Linked DNA regions of Bicyclus anynana: region 1 is linked to region 2. A link is a contact called in public Hi-C data. All regions are on one chromosome and are shown on one strand. Each heading gives the region's core, a stretch centred on a gene start, on an enhancer-like site or on the middle of the called end of the contact. The rest is flanking DNA. Distances are from core to core; before and after follow the strand shown. Region 1 holds the start of LOC112051405 (U7 snRNA-associated Sm-like protein LSm11). Region 2 holds the start of LOC112051411 (ADP-ribosylation factor-like protein 16).

Region 1 (2,700 bases), core at 177-2,676, 130 kb after region 2:
GATTTTTATCAAATAAAGTAAACTAAGTGTGGATAGCCTGGTAAAAATCAGTTGGTTTTAGTTTTATTACAAAGCTAATACCTATATGTTTTCAAGAATGATGGAATTACATGGAATTTCAATTTTATTATGATAAATTAGAACTTCGCCTGAGAATAAGTGATATAAAAGAGTATAATATGAATTGTACAAAAGCTATAAATTTTATATATTGTATAAAGGAAAAGCTTTTTTAAAAAACCTTCCACTCTCAGAATGAATGTCAACTTGTTGGTATACAATGAAAGTTCTCTTATCTACAGTATAAGTCAAGTCAATATTTAACAAGTTAGTAACCTATTTAAATATTTATCTAGATACTATCTATAAACTACCTCCAATGGCAAATTTCATCTTTGTATTTTAAGCGGTTTTTGAGATTTCGTGAAGAATGTCCTTGTGCATTTATATATTAAGATTTTTTAGTTCCATATTAAATAAAGTAGTCTCAGTATAACTACAATCAGATTGTATATTTTAACTTAACATTTTGTTGTAATATAAAAGGGAAGATCCAGTTATCTGCAATATAGTTCTTCAATAGTTCAAAGAGTTGGGCGAGTGACCCAGCTGTCATCATTTAACCATATTTTTTTTATTCTTTACAAGTTATCCCTTGACTGCAATCTGATGGTAAGTGATGATGCAATCTAAGATTGGAAGCAGGCTAACTTGTTAGGAGGAGGATGAAAATCCACACTCCCTTATACACAAAATCATACCGGAACGGTCTTTACCGGTAGGGTGGTACCTAGCCATGGCCGAAGCCTCCCACCAGCCAAAATCGAATATTATTTATATATATACAGATAATCTTTCATCTTTTTAGCATGATATTTAAGTGTTATACTCGTCTATCTTAATTTTATCATAGCATTTGTGCAATATTTAACCTGTAGTCTACTATTCTATATAACAATATTACATGTTAAATATTGCCAATGACTTGTATCAGCGCATACTGATTGACGCGCAACGAAATATAAACAATAACAAAAACATAACCCCAATCCTACCTTGATACTGAGCAAACCGCTGTTTGTTCTTTTCCGCAAGATTTTTCTCCTCTTCTTTCTTCTTTGCCTCTTTTTCCTCTTCCCTCTTCTTTACAAGCTCTTGCTTACCAACGGGTATGATAGAAGAACTTTGCGATTCATTGTATTTCAGTGCCGATTCAAACTGTTGTAAATTATCGTACAACGGTGCGTTTTTAACGGGAACCTTCGTCTTTTTTGAGTATAAAACTTTTATCGGATCAAATTTAGAACTGCTGGCACTAGTTTCTGATTCGGAGGACGAAGTTGAAGACATTTTTCGCGTAATTTATTATTTTGCATAACATTACAGCAAATAAAAATTATAAACAAAATGATTTAAATGAATGACATTTGACATTGACACTGACAGCTACTATCGATATCATGACCATCGACAATCATGTTTATTTTGAACACTTTGGAGGTAAAGGGTTCTAGGTTATTTATTTCTGTAGTTTGTCGAATACCCTCAAATACCTTATACTATAAAATACAAGAATGTTATTATGCAACACATCCTAATAAAGTAGTTATTCATTTGTTTTAAAGCAACAATAACTAATCTTGTATATTGATAATAACAGGTAGTAATGAATTACCAACGTTCGCAAGTTGTTTGACTTGGTGCGTGTTTTTTACACTGGCATTAAACGCTGGCATTGCAGTCATAGCGATCTCGTGATAGAATGTTGAAGGCTCTTCCTATCTCCAATAATGTATTTAATTACAGCAATTATGAAAGCAATAAACTAGAATAACATTCAATGCCTTTTCTGATATTTTAACACATAAATATACTTTTTTAAACCTTAGAATATATTACATATTTTGCTACTCCATAATAGATGGCGCTAGTATAAGTTCATCTTTGAAAATTAAAATAAGTTAATGCCATTTAATGATAATATTATGTAAACTTAGGTTATATGGAATAAATTAGATATTATCTTGATATGTCGAACTCATTGCCAATGTTGCGATAGTACTATTCAACAAGGTCTTCGTAGTAATATGCAGTAGGAAGTAAACGAACCAAGGTCAACTGGAATTTATCTGGCAAACGACTTTATAAGAGAAAATGTTATGAAATAATAATAATATTATATTTATAGCAGTGTATATTGCTAGGAAATGCTTCTTTATGTACTCAATAATAATTAATTAATGTTTTTATAGTAAAATAATAACAACGATTAAAAAAAGCCTAATGTGATAAATGCCGAAGGTTTGTTAACGGGACGTCAACTGTGATAGGTACCGGGGGTTTAGGTGAGTGCAAAAGCATTGCGTGTAGAGCCCGAGGGCTAACACTAAGTCCTCTCATGTTCTTCCGTAATTAACTGATGATGCATAATGAAAAATATTCTTTGCGATTTTAAATCGATTATGAATAATTTATTGGTTAGATTGCTAAGTTTTCTTATTATTCTTCACGTTATTTAATTTAATTAAAAGTCTCGATTAATTTATTGGTTACGTAATCTACATCGAGCATTGTGCGTCGTAGTCGCGAGCCGGTCTCTGTGATCATTCCAATATGGCTGACGAGTCAACGCTCTAGTCACGCCACTACGTACAATTTTCACTTTTAGTTTTCCCTGCTTTACGCTGTTACATAATTAAA
Region 2 (2,716 bases), core at 197-2,696:
GTGAGTACGCAGGGCGTCCAGTCCAGTGCCGGTTAGGGGAGAGACTTCTAGAAGGATGGGCTTGTTTTGCAGTTCGTTGCTTAGTCGAGTATATTGAAGCATTAGCAAGGCTTCGTTGCGCATTTGCCTGTACGCTGCGTCCATTTTGCTCAACACTAAAATAAACTGTAAAAAAATCCCTATTTGAATTTACAGTAGAATTTCAAATACAACGGATAAAGTTGAGGGTATTTTCTTACATTTGTGACGAGAGACCATCGCGCTATGATACTGATTTTTTTAAATTAGGGCACCTTTGCCTAATTAAAAAAGGTTCCTACCGTAGCTGCAGTCACACCTGATGGTAAGCGACAATGTAGTCTATGGTGGAATGCGCTTGCCTAGAAGATGCCTATTCACTCTTGACTTGATGATGTAGTTAATCCTGTATGTATTAAGTACATCATCAAGTCAAGAGTCAAATCCAATCGTTTTATATTTTTTTATCAAGATAAAATCTCTTATTTGCTTATTCGTTAACTATTACTAGAAAAAAGTATTAGGTAGGTAGGTACTTGATGTATTCGCTCTTCGTAGGTAGGGATAGTAGGTACGTTACTCTGAAGATTATTACTTACCTTAGCCTTCTTCAGCTTCGGTTCAGCCAACAATGTGTACAGTAAAACAGCAGTCGCGGAGATTTGGCATAAGTTTGATGTGTCAACTACGTAGATTACCTGGAAAATACAATAATATGGTTAGCGCGGTAGATGAACATGAGATAGTGTACTTTTTGTTGTTGTACTATTGTTGAGTACCTCTCCCAAGTATGAGCCCTTAATATTATGGTGGGTACGTTTAGGGAAAACACAAAAAACTAACATTAGAAATACTCAATTTGCTCGACAGATAAAGATAATTTATGGCTATTTTATTTCTATTGCTCGAGCCACGAGCGCGATTATTAAAAAAAAAATACAGTCCTGACTTAAATTACAGTCAGGGTTATAGTTCTGAAATGTAAAGATTTTGCAACCATTCATTAAGAAAAACATTGTGTATGGATGTTTATTTAGTGAATTACATAATCTTTTGCTTGCCTTCTCAACACCTTCGAAGTAATTGCTCCAGAGTGGTGCCATTACACCGCCAACTTCCCGAATTGAAAGCACTTGCTTCTTCCCAGCTTTGTTCAGATGTTGGATGTCGTAAATATTTGTTCCTATAGTGGGCACAGGACTGTAAGTGTAGTCTATCCCTTCAGCTTCTTGTAATTTCTTGAGTAAAGTGGTTTTACCGGATCCCTTAGGTCCTAAACAAAGAATCGGGATATGCTTTTCAGGGTCCTCCATTTTTTTAGTATCGTACTTCGTTTGGTCAATAAAGAGTTGGTAGAGCAGATAGTACTTTATTTCAACTACTTGTCAAAAGATGTCGCTGTATCAACATACTTTTGCGTGAAGATATTCTGCCAAAGAGTCAATTCAACTTTTTTGAATTTTCCATGTTTTGTTTTATACACAGAATAAAGATTATCCAGAATGAGTCTATACAAGCAGCGCAGTGAGGCCGGTGAAACCCATAAAAAAACAAACGTTTTTTATAATTTGTATTTCAAAATTTACCATTAACGACAATTACGTAAATCAATAATTGTCTATAAAAATTACTCCTATCTTTTTTTTATTATAATAAATATACTTAAACAATACACATCAATAATAATTACTCCTATATTTCTTTAGTTTTTGTAAACAGTTTTTAAAGTATTTAAAAACATAATCTTGAATAATATTGGAAATTACTGATGCGACACTTCGTGTGGTACTGACTCGAGAATATATTAGTTTTTGAAACGGCTTCGACATCGTCGTGTTCCGTGCGCTCTATCTGCCTATTATTCTTTAATCTGTGTACGTGCGTAATCTTTAGTGCGTGTCGGTCAAAGCGCAGTGTGAGGTTCCATAGTTTAAATTAGCATCATACACCATTAAACCTGTCACACCCACAATAATCATATCAATCCCACACTTAATAATACTGTACCTAATACATATATTTATCAAGACTACATATTTTGCCGTCATTTTAAATATAAAATAAGGTTTTTTAATACTCTCTTCTAGTCTAGGGTTCCTTGTGGACTGCGGAACCCTAAAAATGAATATACAAGCTAGGTATTGATTAATAATATTTATTACAATGTATTTATTCAAGTATTTACATACGACATATGCAATGGTGTAACCATAGACGTTATCCATAGCTCATATACTGTTGTCATTGTCATATGACGTCGACCTTGCATAGCAAGCATCGCCGGGGCTCCATGTGGGTGTATCGCTTGTAACATTCACTGACAAGTGACCAGCGATCGAATCACTCAGCCTTAAACTTGGCTTACGTAACTCGGAACGCCATTTTAGGCTTAGAGCTACAACTAAGCTAGTGATGGGTAATGATGGATGTGCCTCTTAATATCGATTCAATTTAAAATTGAAATGTTCTAAGTTAATTTTTTTATGCATTAAATTTTATTTAATTGGAATTAATTTATATTATAGTTACTCATATTATTACTTAACTCTTACATTATTTTGAATCTATGTTATCTTTTTTAATATTTCTAATGAGGCTTTTCCAACATTCCGTCAATTTATTTTTATTAAAAGTATGTTAAGTACGAGTACCTGAATCATACTAAATATTATTAACTGAAACTTATGAAAGTAGTGTT

The links. A called contact is a pair of places that touch in the nucleus more often than the background predicts.
Region 1: a Hi-C map of whole body shows a contact between it and region 2, with 6 times the contacts expected there. The contact joins the promoter of LOC112051405 here to the promoter of LOC112051411 in region 2. A contact is called at or near these places in 2 of 2 Hi-C or Micro-C datasets (whole body and whole larva).

What each region holds. Positions count from the first base shown.
Region 1 is chr4:18,613,078-18,615,777 of ilBicAnyn1.1, forward strand. It overlaps LOC112051405 (U7 snRNA-associated Sm-like protein LSm11), which reads right to left and starts at 1,427. Exons shown (of 4, transcript XM_024090031.2): 1 at 1,056-1,427. The coding sequence starts at 1,350. The region is part of intron 2 of LOC112051403 (ecdysone-induced protein 74EF); the gene reads left to right.
Region 2 is chr4:18,480,008-18,482,723 of ilBicAnyn1.1, forward strand. It overlaps LOC112051411 (ADP-ribosylation factor-like protein 16), which reads right to left and starts at 1,447. Exons shown (of 3, transcript XM_024090040.2): 1 at 1,080-1,447; 2 at 618-716; 3 at 1-165. The coding sequence starts at 1,331.